6 separate regions of the Mus musculus genome follow, and all the other regions are linked to region 6. Evidence: chromatin contacts called from public HiCAR-type, HiChIP or PLAC-seq and Micro-C data. All regions are on one chromosome and are shown on one strand. Each heading gives the region's core, a stretch centred on a gene start, on an enhancer-like site or on the middle of the called end of the contact. The rest is flanking DNA. Distances are from core to core; before and after follow the strand shown. Region 1 overlaps Rab31 (RAB31, member RAS oncogene family). Region 2 overlaps Gm35550 (a long non-coding RNA gene). Region 3 holds the start of Ralbp1 (ralA binding protein 1). Region 4 holds the start of Vapa (vesicle-associated membrane protein, associated protein A). Region 5 overlaps Ralbp1 (ralA binding protein 1). Region 6 has its middle 27 kb from the start of Gm41608.

The links. A called contact is a pair of places that touch in the nucleus more often than the background predicts. HiCAR-type assays count read pairs that join an accessible place to other places. HiChIP or PLAC-seq counts read pairs in DNA pulled down with a chosen protein or histone mark.
Region 1: an H3K27ac HiChIP or PLAC-seq map of extraembryonic endoderm stem cells shows a contact between it and region 6, with 7 times the contacts expected there. The contact joins two enhancer-like sites. A contact is called at or near these places in 3 of 39 promoter capture datasets (cranial neural crest, hippocampal neurons and liver), 2 of 115 datasets of contacts at active chromatin or transcription factors (embryonic stem cells and extraembryonic endoderm stem cells) and 1 of 9 other capture datasets (embryonic stem cells).
Region 2: an H3K27ac HiChIP or PLAC-seq map of embryonic stem cells shows a contact between it and region 6, with 2.7 times the contacts expected there. The contact joins two enhancer-like sites. A contact is called at or near these places in 3 of 115 datasets of contacts at active chromatin or transcription factors (all in embryonic stem cells) and 3 of 9 other capture datasets (embryonic stem cells, embryonic tail and embryonic trunk).
Region 3: a contact with region 6 is called in a HiCAR-type map of embryonic stem cells, with 3 times the contacts expected there. The contact joins the promoter of Ralbp1 here to the enhancer-like site in region 6. A contact is called at or near these places in 6 of 39 promoter capture datasets (the 3T3-L1 cell line, cranial neural crest, embryonic stem cells and 2 more), 1 of 15 datasets of contacts at CTCF or cohesin (large pre-B cells), 10 of 484 Hi-C or Micro-C datasets (the C2C12 cell line, cerebral cortex, embryonic stem cells and 1 more), 19 of 115 datasets of contacts at active chromatin or transcription factors (the NIH/3T3 cell line, embryonic forebrain, embryonic midbrain and 8 more) and 1 of 9 other capture datasets (embryonic tail).
Region 4: a contact with region 6 is called in a Micro-C map of embryonic stem cells, with 8 times the contacts expected there. The contact joins the promoter of Vapa here to the enhancer-like site in region 6. A contact is called at or near these places in 1 of 39 promoter capture datasets (hippocampal neurons), 1 of 484 Hi-C or Micro-C datasets (embryonic stem cells) and 4 of 115 datasets of contacts at active chromatin or transcription factors (the NIH/3T3 cell line, embryonic stem cells, epiblast stem cells and 1 more).
Region 5: an H3K27ac HiChIP or PLAC-seq map of trophoblast stem cells shows a contact between it and region 6, with 7 times the contacts expected there. The contact joins two enhancer-like sites. A contact is called at or near these places in 1 of 15 datasets of contacts at CTCF or cohesin (embryonic stem cells), 28 of 484 Hi-C or Micro-C datasets (the Ba/F3 cell line, the G1E-ER4 cell line, adipose-derived mesenchymal stem cells and 16 more), 5 of 115 datasets of contacts at active chromatin or transcription factors (differentiating embryonic stem cells, embryonic hindbrain, embryonic stem cells and 2 more) and 4 of 9 other capture datasets (embryonic stem cells, embryonic tail, embryonic trunk and 1 more).

Annotation. Positions count from the first base shown.
Region 1 is chr17:65,766,254-65,769,254 of GRCm38.p6, reverse strand. All of the region lies in intron 1 of Rab31 (RAB31, member RAS oncogene family), which reads left to right. Among named protein-coding and RNA genes, the nearest start is that of Rab31, 5.0 kb to the left of the region's middle. Within about 2 kb of position 1,369, at least 64 of the 459 cell types and tissues checked have an H3K27ac peak or open chromatin away from gene starts, as enhancers often do. A contact at or near this core is called in extraembryonic endoderm stem cells, where this site is marked.
Region 2 is chr17:65,914,724-65,917,937 of GRCm38.p6, reverse strand. Gm35550 (a long non-coding RNA gene) reads right to left here. Exons shown (of 3, transcript XR_385706.4): 3 at 1,259-1,838. Among named protein-coding and RNA genes, the nearest start is that of Gm35550, 3.3 kb to the right of the region's middle. Within about 2 kb of position 1,382, at least 171 of the 459 cell types and tissues checked have an H3K27ac peak or open chromatin away from gene starts, as enhancers often do. A contact at or near this core is called in embryonic stem cells, where this site is marked.
Region 3 is chr17:65,883,403-65,886,187 of GRCm38.p6, reverse strand. Ralbp1 (ralA binding protein 1) reads left to right here and starts at 1,265. Exons shown (of 10, transcript NM_001198949.1): 1 at 1,265-1,510.
Region 4 is chr17:65,612,218-65,615,066 of GRCm38.p6, reverse strand. It overlaps Vapa (vesicle-associated membrane protein, associated protein A), which reads left to right and starts at 1,512. Exons shown (of 6, transcript NM_013933.3): 1 at 1,512-1,847. The coding sequence starts at 1,769.
Region 5 is chr17:65,856,500-65,859,384 of GRCm38.p6, reverse strand. Ralbp1 (ralA binding protein 1) reads left to right here. Exons shown (of 10, transcript NM_001198949.1): 5 at 251-412; 6 at 1,592-1,723. Among named protein-coding and RNA genes, the nearest start is that of Ralbp1, 27 kb to the left of the region's middle. Within about 2 kb of position 1,449, at least 13 of the 459 cell types and tissues checked have an H3K27ac peak or open chromatin away from gene starts, as enhancers often do. A contact at or near this core is called in rod photoreceptor and trophoblast stem cells, where this site is marked.
Region 6 is chr17:66,478,095-66,480,918 of GRCm38.p6, reverse strand. No RefSeq gene overlaps it. Among named protein-coding and RNA genes, the nearest start is that of Gm41608, 27 kb to the left of the region's middle. RefSeq lists an enhancer at 1-2,523. Within about 2 kb of position 1,413, at least 124 of the 459 cell types and tissues checked have an H3K27ac peak or open chromatin away from gene starts, as enhancers often do. A contact at or near this core is called in cerebral cortex, embryonic forebrain, embryonic stem cells and 7 more, where this site is marked.

The sequences.
Region 1 (3,001 bases), core at 120-2,619, 710 kb after region 6:
ACTGTGTACTTAGTGTGTCTGACTCTGTTTCTTTTTGATAAGTGCTCCATGGTGGGATTAGCATTGGCCTGTGGGATACTCTGGTAGCATAACAATCTTGCAAAGTCAAGCGCTCAAGAACCTTAAGGATTTTTGTTTTCTACCAGTTATACACGTGTGGGTTTTCTCCTTTTATGCCACATGGGGACAATCGCAGCCAGCCTTGTGAATGCTCTCCCCTGGGGGTCAGTGGGGCACACTGTGGAAGCTAGCCCCGGAGAGTTAGCATGCCAGACTGCACCAGGCAGAGGTCCGTGGATACCCAGTAGGTCTCAGCTTTGCCAGTCATGTGCCAGGCCATCCCACCATGGAATCTGAACTAGTATTATGAAACAGGACACTTTAAAAAACAACACCACCCAATGTACATGTTCAAACACACACACACACAAATATTGCAGCAGTTGTCCTAACCTCAAAGGTGGAAAGCTTCCCAGTTAGCATTTTTAGCGCATACCGCCATGTGGCAAGAGCAGGAGACAGAGCGAAGAGGAGGGGGAGGAGTAGCCTATTTATTTTGGGCTAAAAAACTGCTTCCTGATGGGATCCCAAAGAGATTTGTGTTTGTGCTTTGGTTGTCTTGACAACAGTTTAGAGACTTCTGCTACTTCCTCAGCAGCCAAGGGAGTATTAAGAGTGCAGCTGAGGGCTTCCCGGCTTTTTCTTCCTCCACGGCCTTTGTTAGTATGTATCTGGTGTCTCACCAAAAGAGCATGCACACACACCCAGGATTTTCATGAGACATCCAGGCTGTGGGAGTGTAGATGTGTGCAGGGCTTGTGACAGAGTAGGGCTTCATGGTTGCAAGGGGGGCATTAGGACCCACAGTGAACAGGGTTCTACCTCCAAGTACAGCCATCAGAGCCATGTGATGTCAAGTGGATTGCTCTGAGACACACTGAGCTCTCTGATATGGAAAGCACCACCGGATAAGGTTCTGTGATTTGTTGGGAGTTTCCTGGAATAAATGCACATGACCATAAGTTAGAATAAACAACTATTTATCTACATATCTCACTTAAACCCCATTATCTCCCAGAGCATCAGGTGACAATTCCAACCTCACACTATAACTATCTATCAGGCTGTTTGCTGTTTCCATATAACAAAATACTCACGACTGGATACTCTGGGAAACAAAGAAGATCTGGTTTATTGTTCTTGTGTCTGTAAGAGTTCCCCCAAACAGTGGCACTGGCTTTCTGACTGCGTCAACTGTTGGTAGAAAGAATGCAGGGATGAGAAATTGCAAACGGCAGACATTGTGGCATGGCCAGTGGGAGAGAGGTTGTATTGGGGTAGAGTTGCCATTCTTCTTTCCTAGCAAAGCCTTAGAGTAAGGGCTTGCACAGATCCTCTCTGATCAGAGAGAGGGTCCAGATTCCTTTTTTCCAGCCTCTGTTGTATCTCCCTTAACCCCCATGATCTCTCACTGCATCGGGTGACAATTCCAACACCACACCATGGGTACCACTTTGTGTGCACACGGCTATCTGTGCTGCCTGTTGACTGACCGCTCTACCATGGATGGGGCCGGAAGAGCCGGTGCAGCACTTCGCCTCAACAGACACTCAGAACAGGCCCTCCTCAAGCAGCCTATTCTTTATGTGTCCTCTTGTCTAGGGAGATAATCGGCAGTCACGCTCCTACTGGCCTCTCTCCTTATCATTCTGTGCTAGTTCCATTGTGTTGCTGTGATAAAAATACTCCTACCAAAGGCAGTTTGGGGAAGAGAGGGGTTTTGGGGGACAGGTCAATCCGTTATTGTCTTTTTAAACAAATCCAAAATCTCTAATCTGTATGCTCCTGTAAAATGAAAAAAGGAAAGAAAAGAAATGTAAACTCGAGGAGTAAGCACTTCTTATCCCCGAATGGAAGAACCAGGGCATAAGAAGTAGCATATTAAGACTAAAGCATGGGGCCGGGCATGGTGGCGCATGCCTTTAATCCCAGCACTTGGGAGGCAGAGGCAGATGGATTTCTGAGTTTGAGGCCAGCCTGGTCTACATAGTGAGTTCCAGGACAGCCAGGGCTACACAGAGAAACCCTGCCTCGAAAAAAAACAACAACAACAAAAAAACAAAAACAAACAAACAAACAAAAAAGACTAAAGCATGGTATGATGACACATTCCCTTAATCCAATGCTCAGGAGGCAAAGGTAGGTAGATCTCTGTGAATTTGAAGGCAGCCTGGCCTGCTTAGTGAGTTCCAGGACAGCCAAGGCTATGTAGAGATACCTTGTCTCAAAAAACAAAATCAAACAAAAAACGCTAAACCAAAAGACATGTTCTGTAGTTCAGAATCTGGAACTCACTCATGATCTCCTGGGCCCCAAAAGGCGTGGGCAATTTTGCTTCTCCAGGTCTGCCATCTGTGTAATAAATAGCTCCTTTCATAGGCTTAGGTTGGTTGCACATATAACCCTTTGCTGTCCTAGGTCATCTTTCCCTGGCCCTGGCAGCTCCAACATCCTGGGGTCTCCATTGCAACTGAGGCTGTTGCCTTATGTGACGGTTTGTATATGCTTGGCCCAGGGAGTGGCACTATTAGGCGTGGCCTCATTGGAGTAGGTGTGTCACTGTGGGCATGGGCTTAAGACTCTCATCCTAACTGCCTGGAAGTCAGTCTTCCATTTGCAATCTTCAGATGAAGATGTAGAACTCTCAGCTCTGCCTGCACCATGCCTGCTTGGATGCCGCCATATTCCTGCTTTGATGATGCTGGACAGAACCTCTGAACCTGTTAGCCAGCCCCAATTAAATGTTGTCCTTATAAGAGTTGCCTTGGTCATTGGTGTCTGTTCACAGCAGTACAACCCTAACTAAGACACCTTACTTAGGGTTTCTACTGCTGTGGTAGAACACCATGACTAAGAGGGGCATGAGGAGAAAAGGGTTAATGTCATCTTATAACTCCAGGTCATACTCCATCACTGAGGGAAGTCAGGGCCAGAACCTGGA
Region 2 (3,214 bases), core at 133-2,632, 560 kb after region 6:
AATGTTGCTATGAACTTATAATGAGCTTATAGAATGAAACACCGCGAGGCTGGCGAGATGGCTCAGAGGTTAAAAGCACTGACTAATCTTCAAAAGGTCCTGAGTTCAATTCCCAGCAACCACATGGTGACTCACAACCATCTGTAATGGGATCCGATACACTCTCCTGATGTGTCTTTAGACAGCTACAGTGTACTCATATACATAAAATAAGCCAGGCAGTGGTGGCTCACGCCTTTAATCCCAGCACTTGGGAGGCAGAGGCAGGCGAATTTCTGAGTTCGAGGTCAGCCTTGTCTACATAGTGAGTTCCAGGACAGCCAGAGCTACAAAGAGAAAGCCTGTCTCCAAAAACAAAAACAAAAACAAACAAACAAATAAATAAAAAGACCATATGCATAAAATAAATAAATCTTTAAAATAAGAAAAATATATATATAAAAAAAAGACTGAAACACGGCTTCAAACTTACTATGGACTCCCCTTTTGTATAACATTTTATCTGGCCTGAGAGAAGGAAAAAGGTGGTAACACCTGGGGCTATGCCCCATCCACCTACCAAATGTATATATATATATGTATATCTGTCTATACATAGATATGTAGGTATATGTGTATTATGTAAATAGGCATGAACACTTGTGGAGCTGGTAAGACATGCGGTCGGACCGGACCCGACCAGAGTGTATGTGTGTATGAATGTGTATATGTCTGTACATATTGCCTGCATAAAGGATTTTCTTACTGCACGCATGACTTTCTTTTCCTTTTTCTCTGGCTCTCAGAGAGTTAGCGAAACTCTGAGCCTCTCACCAATCAGAGAGGGGCTCATGAGTAAAGGCACAAAGAGCCTGAATAAGCTTACTTTAACCCTCCCCCACTCCTCCCCCCACCCCACCCCACACCACCACCACCACCACCCACCCCTCCACCCCCACCCCTACCCCCCCAGGGCTACATGGAAGAGCCTTGTCTAGAAAACGAGAGAGACAGAGACAGGGAGAGAGGAGGAGAAGAAGAAGAAGAAGAAGAAGAAGAAGAAGAAGAAGAAGAAGAAGAAGAAGAAGAAGAAGAAGAAGAAGAAGAAGAAGAAGAAGAAGAAGAAGAGGAGGAGGAGGAGGAGGAGGAGGAGGAGGAGCAGGAGGAGGAGGAGCAGGAGGAGGAGGAGGAGCAGGAGGAGGGGAGAGGGAGGAGCAGGGAGAGGGATGTATTTTTAAAGAAGACTATTTTTAATCACATAAAACACTAGCCCAGGTTCTCGTCTGTTAGCAGTGCTTTACTGTGTGAGACGACCACTTCCCTCAGCCTCTCTATGGTCCCCTCCTCCTGTCCTGATCACGGGGCCTCCATGCTGATCATGACTCAGAATGTCCTCCTGGTCATACAAAGCCTTCGCTCCCTTGCTGGGGCCAGGGCTTCCAGCATGGAAGAAGCACTGAGTGGTGCTCACGTTAAGTAACTGATCATTTATTAGGGCAAACCAACCCTGCAAGAGTTGGCAGCTCTCCTTCCTTTGTGAGTTGTTTTGAAAAGACTTTCCAGATTTCCTCCCTGGAATCTTTTTGCAGAAGAGTGTGAGGCTCCTCCTCTGGGCTGCAGTACACACCCTGGCTCCACTCCTGCAGCCATGGCAGGGGGCCAGGCACGTTCACGCTCTAAGGCTCCAAAACAATGACAGAGGCAACAAAATGAAGCTGATGATGCGGCCTCCAGCTGATGAGGAACACTGAGCGCAGTCCAAGAGTGCAACTATTCAGAGATTCCCTCCTGGGCTGTACAGAGAGGGGCCTTCCCCAGAATGCTGGTCTCCAAACAGCTGTGTCTTGTTCAGCTGCCTCCTGTTCAGTGGGAGAAGGGGAGAAGTTGTTTCTTATTCAATATTTGATTCTTCTGACTCTGCTAATGAGTTATATAGATAGACTCCAAGTCTATCTATATTACCTATATTTTCAGTTACTTTCAAATACTGATCTTTCTGCTGGAGCTATAAGCAGCCAGGCCTGCAATGGGGACCCTTCTCCAGGGGAGCAGAGACAGCACCTACAGAGAATGCATATTTCCCACAGGCCGGGGAACTGAAGGAGGGCACCTCTCCTGGAGCTCAGAGCTCATCCACACCAACTGCATCCTGGGTAGGATATCTCTCCCATCATTCCCAAGTCAGTGATGGAATGGCCTATATGTATTGTCTCCATACCGTTGCTGGCTAGTTTTACGTCAACTTGACACAGCTAGAGTCATCTGAGAAATGGGAACCTCAATTGAGGAAAAAAAAAATGCATTCCTAAGATTGAGATTGTAGGCAATTCTGGTAGCGCATTTTCTTAATTAATGATTAGTGAGTAGGGCCAACTCTGTTGTGGGTGGTTCCATCCCTGGGCTGGTGGTTCTGGGTTCTATAAGAAAGCAGGCTGAGCCGGGCGTGGTGGCACACGCCTTTAATCCCAGCACTCGGGAGGCAGAGGCAGGTGGATTTCTGAGTTCGAGGCCAGCTTGGTCTACAGAGTGAGTTCCAGGACAGCCAGAGCTAAAAGAGAAACCCTGTCTCGAAAAACCAAAAAAAAAAAAAAGAAAAGAAAAGAAAGAAAGCAGGCTGTATAAGCCAGTAAGCAGCACCCTCTATGGCCTCTGCATCTGCTCCTGCCTCCAGGTTCCTGCCCTGCTTGAGTTCCTCTCTTGACTTCCTTTGATGATGAACAGGGGTGTGGAAATGTAAGTCAAGGAAACCCTTTGCTCCTAACTTGCTTTTGACCATGGTGTTGGGGATCACACCTTCATGCTTCTCTTCTTTCCTCTCCTTTGTATGTTTGTATGTGTGCTGTGCATGTGTGTGTGCATATGTATGTGTGCTGTGTCTGTGCATACGTGTATGTGCTGTGCGTGTGCATAGGTGTGTTTCTGTGTGTGCATATATGTGTGTGTTGTATGTGTGTACATATGTATGTGCATGTATGTGTGGATATGTGGGTGCTGTATGTGTGTGCATATGTGTGTGCATATGTATGTGTGCTGTGTGTGTACATATGTGTGTGTGCTGTGCATGTGCATATGTATGTTTCTGTGTGTGTTGTATGTGTGTACATATGTATGTGCATGTATATGTGTTGTGTGTGTGCTGTATGTGTGTGTGCATGTATGTATGTGCACGTGTGTGTGCATATTTATGTGTGTTGTGTGTATGTGTGTGCATATGTGTGGTGTCATTCTTCAGAAG
Region 3 (2,785 bases), core at 16-2,515, 590 kb after region 6:
CAGAAGGAAGTCAGTCTTCACTCTTGCTTTTCCCTCTCCCTTGCTGTGTCCCCCACTTCTCTGCTTTCAGCCTTATTCACTTCCACGGTGAACGAGTCACGTGATGTTACACGTAAATTACTCAGTTAAAAAAAAAAAAAAAAGCCTCTTTCCCCACCTCATTATCCCATATGTCAATTCCAGGGAAGGCTCCATAAAGCCCCGCTCAGGCAGTGCTTATCCCTTGACCAAATCAGAACTGCCAGCGGGAAGGAGTAATTTAACTGGCGTACTCACAGGCCATCTTCTCATGGAGGCTGTTTTATTGCTACAGGGGTTGTGGAAAGGTCCCTCTAGGACCTCAGTGTTCCACTGGGAGTGACTCTTTTGCACAAGGGGATGGACTTGTCATATTTGAGCAAAGATGGCTTGGGAGTGTAGCACACGATGGATCAGTGAAGAAGCAGACACTAGAAATCTCATCTCTCTTCTGACTGCCAATGTCATAAACCCAGAATAATTCCATGGAGTGCTGTTTATTACAGTATGCACCAGCCAACACGTTTTCCGTCCTTCGTGGGGGACTTCTGGAGGATACGCAGCTGTTTCTATTTGTAAGCTGAACGTGATGCTGTGCGGCTTTAACTCGGGTATGGATTGCTAACTGCGGAGGCAAGTGGGTGGGAGCCAGCAGTTTCCCGCAAGTCAACACACTTCAGGGGTCCTGCGGATTGCCCAGCCCTGGCCCCAGAAGCCTCCTTTCTCCAAACCCCCAGGCAAGAATTCTCCAAAGGAAGATCTCCGCCCAAAGAAGGCCAGCAAGGTGCTCCGCCCAGAGGCGGGGTGGGTCAGCAGCCCAGGCTGGTTTAACTGGTTGGAACCACTTAAAGTACGCAGACGCTGGGGGGAAAAGTGTCACTCTCAGTAGCTGCGGACACCAGGCCAGAGCTTGGGGAGGAACGCGCTTTCTTTCCAGCAGAGCTCCGCAGGGCTCCCACACTGTTTTCACTTGGATTCGCTCCGGTAGGTGTGTGTGTTCCACTCGCTCCCCAGAACACTGCGCAGGCGCCTGCAGAGCCTTAGCGTTTGGCGCATCCTCTCGCGGGTTCCCTGTTCCCCCTTAACGAGTTCCAGCTCGGGAGGCGCGGTGCTTTCTGGGCGTTGTGGTTTATGTCGGAGACAAGGGCCCTACAGCAGCGGGGCGTTGGGTTAACTAGAACTACAACTCCCGGCGTGCCCCACGCGAGGACGCGGGGCGTTTGCCCTAGCCGGCCCTAGCCGTCACGGCCAAGGAGCCGAGGACCCGGGAAGCCGGCTGCGGCGGGAGGAGGGCGTGCGCGTGCGCGCTGGGCCGGCTCGTCCTGTTCTGTCCCAATCATTGTAAACAGGCGAAGGCTGGGCGGGGTGGGAATGGGGCTCCCGCGGCCGGCCCGGGGTGCAGCGCAGGAGGCGGCGGTTGTGGCGGAAGCGTGAGTGCGAGGAGGCGGCGGCGGCTGCAGCGGAGCGGACGGTCGCTCGGCGGCAGGCACTGGTCAGTGGCGGGGAGCGGACGCTCGCGGGGGTCGCAACGCTGCGGCGGTGTCCGTGGGAGCCGTCGGGCGCCCGGCCTCGCGCCCGCGCCTGTCACGCAGCGTGCCGGGCTTGGGATCCCGGGCTCGGAATGGGAGTTGGGGGTGGGGGGCGTGGCCGCCCCGCCTTACGTTGTCCGTGAAAGCTTCACCCCGGAGCTTGCTCCTTTGGGGTGGGTCACGCCGCCTGCCCGACAGGCCTCCTTGGGAGCACCCGGGTGTGTCCTGTGTTGCTCTGGGACCCAGAGGCTAGTTGGGAGTCCAGCTGCTTCCTCGGACCCTTCCAGGCCTCGGGGCATCCCTGCGGGCCACACCTGGCCGGAGCTGCGGCCGGGGACTGGCCTGACGCAAGCCTTCCGGTTTATGGGTCGCATCTGCCTCGCGCATCTGGCTCGCCCACCTGTCTCCGTGTTTGCCGGGTAGAGTCGGGGGAACAGCTCCTGTTGTCGCCCGTGGCAGGCGTTGGGCAAGGGGACGACCCTGTTTGCAGTGGTACTTGTTCCAGGGTTCAGAAGTGTTCTGTCTGATCTGGAGTTAGGAGCTCCATTCTCAACGGCGTTTTCAAGCGTTTTCGTACCAGAGTGTTCTCAGTCGAGGCCAGCTTTCTTTTTCCATCTTTTAAATATGTCGTTGTGAAACAGGTTTGACGAATTACTCCACTTTCCAGTCTCCTGAAGTAGGTAGGGCTGGTTCAAGTTTGGAGATTATTACAAGGATTCTTCCAGAGAGAGCAGCGTGCGTACCCTAAGGTTTTTAGAGATCACAGCTGTTTTCATTAGAGGTCTGTGCTTGTGACAGAAGTGCTATAGTGTGGGCATTGAGCTGTTGCACTGCCCAGCTTTGGTGGTGTTGATGGAACGGGGGTGGGCTAACACTGGTGCTTTGGGGTAGCATTACCTATACTTGGCCGTTATTAACAAAGTACTCAGTGATAAGTTATAAGCCTACTTTTGGTTTAGTGTTCAGACAGCACTTTAAGGAAAGGTCCCATCACTTTCTGTAGTAGGAATTATCTCGATGATTTCAAGGTCCTGGATGTCTTCTTCAAAATGAAGAACTCCTGTTAGTGGTGTTAGCATTTTCAGAGGTCTGCAGTCAGTAGAGTGCTTCTTGTTTTTCAGTGTGTCCCATAGACCCAAGAGAGATAGGTTAGTTTAATAGCAGTTGCTGTTAAGTAAATTTTAAAACGAAGTATCTAGAAGCCAGCTGGTGGTGGCACACACCTTCAGTCCCAGCTC
Region 4 (2,849 bases), core at 263-2,762, 870 kb after region 6:
AGCATTGGTAATTATAAAATCAAAATAGCAATCAATTACAAAAAAAGTTGACAATGTTGTGTTTAGCAATATCAAATATTCAGCCAAGAATAAATAATTTTTACGTAGAGATGAACAAGGAAATCCATCTCGTTTGCATACAAGCTTGCTTTTGTCTTAAATGGATTTTTGGTCTGCTTCTTTTCAAAATTCATTTTTTAGGTTAGGATACAAAGTAAGCATTCAAAGAAAGAAAACAAACTTTTTTTTTTAAACGACCAATGTTTGCTTTATACCACTATTATATCCTATATACCTCGAGTGGCATGAAAGTTTTTCAGGTGTCGGGGCGGCAAGTTGAAAAAGTCTAATTAGCTGTATTCTAGACTGCTCATTTCGACATTTACTTCCAAGCAATCTAGAGTGCCTTTTCGTGGCAGAAGCATGAATATGTGCTTTGTTTCGCACGGAGCTTCCTAGAGATTTAAATTCAAGCAGCACCATAGGACACAATAAAGGTTTTTACAGCACATCCATTTGTTTTGTTTGCTCTTCCCGTCCCTGGATACCCTGGCAAGGGGCTGAATATCTGTCAGCAACTTGCTTGGCATTTTTTTTTTTTTTTCTCATTTGGTACAGGCTCTCCTAAGTGATACAGATAAAATTCGTCCCTAGCACGAGAATGTGGCAAACAGATTTGGGTATGAGTTTGAAGTGAACCACACTGTAGATACAGCACGTGAACTCCACGCTGTAGGAACAGAGATTTCGTTTCTACCCTTGTAGAGAAACTGTGCCTGGCACAGATTTCCCCTGGAACTCGTTCGCTTGTGAGCGAGATGTGTTTCCTTTGGCTGGGCAGGAGGGAGATGGGGAGGAGGCAGTCTTGGAACAGCAGGCAGAACGGAGCGCACGTTCGCTGAGGGCGGAAGGAATCCCCAGCAGACCAGAGGGACACGCCCTGCCGCTCTCCCAAAGGGCGGTCTCTCCTGGGATGCCTGGCTTCCAGGCAGCCTGCAAAAACCCTTCTCTTTTCCAGGGCAGACAAGACGCCCTCGGCGAGCCAAAAGCCGCGTCAGCGGCCCCACCCACTCGCCTCCAACGGACCCAGGTCGCCTTCCCGGTTCCCAGCAGCCACCGCGGAGGCGCCGCCCGCACAGGGCATGCTGGGAGTCGAGGTACCCGGCGCTTCATGACTCTCTTCCGTTCGGAATTCCACTTGGAACGCCGTGAGGTAGCGTCGTAGTCGGCGCTCCAGCCCCGCACTCGCAGCTCCAGGGCCCCAAGAACGACACCCCCTTCCCGGGGCGCCGTGCACCGCGTCTCCCCGCAAAGAGCCCCGCTCCGCCCCCCCGACCCTGCTCTACGGAGATTGACAGCGGCGCGGCGCCCGGAGCTGCGGCCAAGTCGGAGGTGCGCAGGCGCACTAGCTCAGCGTTGACCCCTCCCACCCCCCAGTTAGGCCCGGAGGGCGGGGCCAGCACGAGGGCTCCAGGCCGCGGGGGCGCGCACGTAGGCACGTAGGGCCCGTCACGTGGGGCGCCGAGGATCGCAGTGCGCGTGGCCGCGGCGGCTGGTGTGGGGTTGAGTCAGTTGTGACACCCGGAGCTGCTGAGCGGACAGGCTGCCCTCGGGACCCCCGCGGCCCGGCAGCAGGCGCGGAGCTTCGGGAATCGTGAGCCTGGCCCCGTCCTAGAGCTCCGCGGAGCCGGCGCCGCCACCGTCCCCTCGCCCCCGCCAGCGAACCGCCGCCGCGGGCGCGCCCCCGCTCTGCGCTGCGCTGTCTCCTATGGCGTCCGCCTCCGGGGCCATGGCGAAGCACGAGCAGATCCTGGTCCTCGACCCTCCTTCAGACCTCAAATTCAAAGGTAGGCTGGCTGGGACGCTCCGGAGCGGAGCTGAGGCTGGGGCTGGGGCTGGCGGGCGGCGGCGGGGTGGCCGGGCCGTGCTCCCCTCCCCCACGCCCCGGCCGAGCGTCGGAGCCGCGGCCCCGCTGCGTCCCTCGGCCCCGCGCCTCGCCGTCCGCCGCTGCCGGGCCGGGCCGGGCCGGGCTGGGCTGCGCTGCGGAGGGGAGGGGAGGGAGCCGCCGGGCGCCGCGGAGGGCTCCGCCGCCATCTTGCGGCCCCGCGGGGGCGCCGTGGGAGCCCGCCCGCGCCTTGCCCGCCGGCCCGCATGGCGTCCTTGCCCCAGGGGCGGCCGCGGCGCGGCGCGGTGCGGTCGGGCGGTGCGGGAGGGCGACTGGGAGCCGGAGCTCCCTAGTCGGCGGGCGCCAGTGGGCGCCGTTCGGCGGCTTTGGGCAGGCGCGGTCCGCCGCGGGCGAGGAGGCGTTCACGGTCGCGGCCTCGCCCGGAGTCTTTCCCGGTCAGGTGCGGGACTCTGGCTGAGCCGGGAGACCAGGCAGCAGAGTCTCTGGCTGGGACTGACCCCGCGTGTTGGCACGGCCCCCAGGCGCGCGGCAGAAAGCTGTGCGTCAGCTGGGGCATGCATGGTCAGAGGTTAATGGTAGTGGGTCCCTTGTGTCAGCTCGGATTGTCCCTAGGTACGGAGGACCCAGTCCTTGAGTGCACACTGTCTTTACTGAAGAATTCTTTCAGCGTTTGTGACCCGCTTACGCTTGCGGTTTCCCTGCGTATCCCGAGAAAGCTGCTAAGGTGCCACACAGCTCTGGAACTGTTGACTTTGGAGCATTGACTGTGATAGACAGTGGCTTGGTGATTCTTGTTCAGATCCAAGGCGGTTTGCCTTCTCAGTGTGTAGGAAACGAAACGTTACACAGAACAATTTACTTTATTTTAAGGAGAACCAAAAGAATGGAGCTAAAGAGAAAACGTGATCCTTCCTATCTTTAAATGTAAAGTGCCCCCCTCCCC
Region 5 (2,885 bases), core at 200-2,699, 620 kb after region 6:
TGACCGTTGACGGATGACTAGAAAGTGCACATTGATGGCGGTGTGTCTTGTGCCCTTTCCCGGCTTGCCAGCTATACTGCCTGAGAACCTGACTCAAGCCGGGCTTTCACCTAAACTGATCATTAGTGAAGCCTGTTCTGTCCCCCGTGGAGACCTGCATAGTATCCAGAGTTAAAGGCTGCATAGTGTGACTGGCGAAGGTAAAGATCACTTTCATGGTCTTACGCACCTCTGAATCTGTTGTCTGCAGATCAGCAATCGGGTCCTGTACGTGCTTTTCACACATGTGCAAGAGCTCTTTGGCACCGTGGTCCTGAAGCAAGTAACAAGACCTCTGCGCTGGTCCAACATGGCCACGATGCCCACACTGCCAGAGACCCAAGCAGGCATCAAGGAGGAGATCAGGAGACAGGTGTGTGCTGCCCTGCCTGCCCCTGCCCCTGCCCCTGCCCCTGCCCCTGCCCCTGCCCCTGCCCCTGCCCCTGCCCTTCTCTCTCCTCAGCCCTCCCTGCCTGCTTCTGTGCTGCCCACAAAGGGCTGTGGAATGGAGGTGGTCAGCCCTAGCTTATGGAGTAGTGTGCAGTTCCTGTGTACAGTCCTCCGCCTCTTGTGTGCTGAAGTTGTGGGACCACACCCAGTTTTGTGCAGTGCTGAGGATGGAACCCAGGGCCTTATGCAAGTGTCTACCCACTGAGCTCTGCCCTTGTCCTGGGAGCATGTTCTTCAGGGCACATTTCCAGCTGTCCTAGTTCATATTGTGTGAGTGAGCTGCCGTGTTAGAAATAGCAATAGCATAGGGTTTTAAACTGTAAGAATTAGTTTCAAATTTCCACTCTGCTCATCTTCTTTTGACATATATATGAGTACACTCCAGACGAGAGCATCAGATCCCATTACAGATGGTTGTTGTGCATCCAGTGCTCTTAACCTCTGTGCCATCTCCTCAGCCCTCTGCTCATCCTTGACATGCTAATGTAAGGCAAATTGTTCAACCTCCTTAAACCTTGGTATTCTCATTTTAGAATGGATCAACTCAGGGAATGAATGTGGGGAATAATGCATGGGAAGGACTCAGCCCATAGCCAGGATCTCAAACATGTTTGCTTTTCTGGACAAAGTGCAACACGTTACCCATCCTGTTTTACAGCTAAGATACTGTGACATAATTCCTAGACTATGTAACCAAGATTAGCTCAAGCATGGAGCTTTTCCACTGTACTACTTTGGTATCTAGAAGAAACCCAGCAAATGTGTGTGTGTGAACACGCACAAGTGTGTCAGGGGAGGCAGAGAGCCTGAGACTGACTGGTAAGAAACTCAAGACCGAGTAGAACCTTGAGAACGCTGGTTGCGTTGCATGACTATTACCACAGGCCTGTTTTCCTTGTTGGCTGAGTTCTACTTACCAGTTGCTGTGAGGAGAGAAGGAAGAGCAAAGATATGGGCTAATTACTACTGAACCTCCAAAAATAAGGGACTGAGGTCGCTGTTGCTGTGCAGATCGAGAGCTGGGGGTCTTCATCTGAGAAACTGCAGGTGCTGCTGTCAGATAACAAGACCAGTGGACACCATGTATCCTTTTGTTATCTAGGAGTTCCTTTTGAATTGTTTACATCGAGATCTGCAGGGCGGGATAAAGGACTTATCTAAAGAAGAAAGATTATGGGAAGTACAGAGGATTCTGACTGCCCTCAAGAGAAAGCTGAGGGAAGCTAAAAGACAAGTGAGTTATTCTCTTACATCTTGTGTCTAATAAACCTACAGGAAGTGTGGATGAGCCTTCTGTACACTGCTGTAAGATATTCTTTTAAAAGTAGAACATACCTGTCTGTTGATGCTAAATTCTCTGGTGGGAAATTTATTCACACAAATGTTTCCTGCTTTGTGTTATTCATACTTTAGTGTGGTATAAATCAAATATTTCATTAAGTTTAGAAAGACTTTTTGTTTTTTAATTACAAAGGTGATCTTGTTATTTCCTGCCTGGTTTGTGTCTGTGGACAGAGCTGTAAGAGTGAGAGACACTGCTGAGAAGTTTGAGTTTTGAATGGAAATGCAGGGCTGGAAGGCCCAGGACGGATTCTGCTTTGCAGTCACTGGAGGGAAGAACCGTGTGGCCCTGCTGCTTTGTTGGGAGTGCACAAGGCCCACTTGTGGTTTTGTGCTACTTTAGTGTGTGAAGCTGAGTCTGGATTCAGTTTCCCAGTCACATCAAAGCTAAAATCCACACCTCTGAAAGGTCGTACAAGCCACATGCAGACCCAGCAGCAGATTGAGTAGCACAGCCTGCGGACACTAGTTAACACCTCTGGGACCTGGAGAGTGGAGCTGTGGGTCATTGTGAGAAGACAACACCTCAGGCCTTTTGCTTCAAGGATACGGCACTTGTTGAGAGCACAAGCCTGAGATCCTTGTAGCTGCACACAGTTTTCAATCTGGGAGGGAACCTTTCCTTTTGTTTTTCTCTCCAGCTCACTAAACTGTCAATCTTTTGTTTCCTCTGTCTCATGGACTCTTTTTGTTGTTGTTGTTGTTTGTTTGTTTTAATAAGATCTCATGTGGGCCAGTAGTCTCAAGTTTGTTCTATAGCCAAGGTGACCTTGAACTCTGGATCCTGCTGCCTCTGTCTCCCACATGCTGGATTATAGGCATGGGCCACCATGCTTGGCTTTGGATGTGTGCCTAAGTTTCCCAGGGCAGATTGCAGTTGTTGATCTAATTGCGTTGTCCAGCAGCCCTTATGTGAAGAGTCCGGGACATAGATGGATGTTTGGCTTTTGTGTCTCTTCGTTATGTGTGTCTGTGTTGAATAAAAGGACTCTAGCTGTGGAAACGGCTTAGTTGCTTAGTGCTTGCTTTTGCAAAGATAAGTACCAGAATTCAGT
Region 6 (2,824 bases), core at 164-2,663:
AGTGTACGCTTACTGTTTGGGAAATCTGCCTTGGCGTACTTCAATAACAATTCACACAGACAAGCGTCACTACCGTACTGTAGTGAGCATTTAGCGTTAATTGCCTTACAGAAGCATGTTGCTCCCATACAAAATGACAAATGTCACAGCTACGCTTTAACCTATTAGTATAAATTAAATCATAAACAGCGACAGTCGCGGGTGGATCAGTGGCACTGAGCAATCTATGAGGGAACGGGAGGCTGGGGGCTGGTCACACTGGCTGCAGGCCATCTGCGCTGATGAGGGGAGGTCAGCCTGTACCAGTGCACAGGGTCGCCTCAATGCTAAGGACTCGATAAAAATTCTCTCCTCCTCCAGTCCTCCTGAATTTTACCAAGGAAAGCAGCCCTGCTGATGTGGGGGAGACTAGCAGAGACTGGAAGCCACACCCTTTCCCAAGACCAATTTGCACTTGCAGCTGGGCTCCTGACCTCCGGAGACTGCCAGCTAATCGGATCACGTTGAACCAGGGCGGGGAGGCCCTGGGACCCATCAGATAGGCAATACTGGGCTCTCCAAGCCACAGTAACTTCTGCCCAGGAGGAGCCTGTTTAAGCCGAGAAGAACCCGCCCAGACACACACACAACCCCCTCCCAAAAAAGAGGCTAACTTTGTTTTGAAAGTCATCCTAAAATGCCCTCCTTAGGATTATGACTTTGCGTAGGCCCTTTTGGTTTGTGACTGACAACCTCCGATTTGACCACTTTATTTTTATCGCCGTACCACAGATTCTTCAGGTTAGCGTTGAATTTGAGTTAGGCTACGACGAAAACAAAGAGTTGGCCTCCCAGTTCAGCTTTGCTAATTGAAATGTGAAAACAAGAGTAAGAAGGCAGGACAATAGGGGTCCGGGCTAAACCTTTATTCTACAGCTCCCGCAACAGCCGCGCCTTTCTTTGTCCCTCTAGACACCCGTAGGCTCAGTGACTTCAGAGGGAAGGCTCCAGCTGTATGCAAAGCGCAGGGTCGGAGGTGGAGGCTGTGGCAAAGGGTGCTGTGTGCCGTACTGGATTTCCATATCAATAGCTGCCTATTCTGTCTTCCTTTCTGTTTCTTCCCCCACTTCTTGGTTAAGGATGACCTTGAACGGCCTATCTTCCCCCACCCTCCTAACCCCCCACCCCCGCTTCCAAGTGCTGAATTTACAGGCTTCTGTCACAACTCCCCGTTTTGGATGAATTTATTCTCAAAGGAGCTTGCGAAACAAGCGGATTTTGGTCACCTGATGTCTGAACCAGGGACTCCAAGATAGAGGGAAAGTGACTTATCTAGGATCCATGGCTTCTAACCAGCAGAATGGAAACTCCCTTCAGAGACTCTCATACAGTCTTGGCCCACAACCTACATGCAGCCTGGTGGGTTCGTACAGCTCCTCGGAGCATGCGTGCGCTGAGGCTGCCTAAGCGGGCGAGCACAGCTCCTCGGAGCATGCGTGGGCTGAGGCACGCTAGTCTTGCTTTCCTCCTTTCTCCACTGTCTGTCATGCTCTCCCTCTGTCACCTGTCCTCTAGGAGTGTGGTTTGGAGAGCTGATCCACGCTTCCCTGCCCTCTTGTCTTTGTGAGGGAAGGAGGTCGGTGGTACCAGGAGCGCTGAGGCCTGAGGTCTCTATACACTGTTTTAGAGGGGACAGGGGGGTACAAGCGATACGGAGGAGGAGAGAATGAGTCCAGAGGACAGCTTGGAACAGAGCCGGCTGGGCGTCAGTTCCGCCAAGCCTCAGAAAGGAGACGAATGCAATGGTTTTCCTTTTTTGATGGTCCAATATTGAGGCAGGTTAAGGGATATCAGGGAAAGCTTTTTCCAGAGCCTGCTGGTCTCCAAAGGGCTTTCATTGATAATCACTAGAGGCTGGAAAGGGCACGGCGGTTAAGGGAAGCGATTGCCCTACAGAGAGCCTGACTCAGTCCCCAGCACCCATGTCAGGCAGCTCACAACCACCGATATAACTCCATCTCCAAAGGATCTGACCCTTCTGGCCTCTGATTGGCACCTGTACTCACATACACAGACATACTCAAACAGACAGGCATACACGCATACCACCATACCCGTCTCTTCTTTTAATTGACAAACAATAATTGTGCATGGGCATGTATGTATCACACGATTTTTTTTTTTAAACACAGTCATGTTTTAAAAGATTTATGTATTTTTACTAACGTGTATGTGCATGCATCTGTGTGAATTTTATGTGTACCATTTCATGAAGGTGCCTGTGCAGACCGGAGGGTGGCAGATGTCCTGACACTGGAGTCATAAGTGATTGGGAGTCACCTCATGTGATGGGCTAGGGTCCTCCCTTAGGTCTTCTGCAAGAGCTAGACTCACTCTTAGCTACTTTGAGGGCCTGCCAGCGACACCCGCTCTCTGGGTAGAATGCAATGAAACAGTCTATTTCTAGTCTGCAGATAGATGATGACATGTGGCCTCTGTAATCCACCGTAGGAAAAAGATTACCGTGCACACACTGGTTCTGTGTGAGCCAAAGTATCCTGCTCTAAGTTTTCATCAGCTAAATTGATCTTCATCTTTGGGTGGTTTACGTTTGTAAATGTGGCAAGTGCTAGTAGTGATAGACTTCTCAGCTTGAATAATGTGGAGAAAAGAGTGAGGTTTTTGCACTTATAAATGAGAAATGGGAGTGGTACAAGTCTCTCAAGCAACGTAAGATAAGATGTGAAACATTCAAGTTGGTAGTTGACCCCATTTTATTTGATTGAGAAAATACTTCATTATAAAATATTTTAACCCTTCATTTTCCTCCTGTAAGTAGCTATTT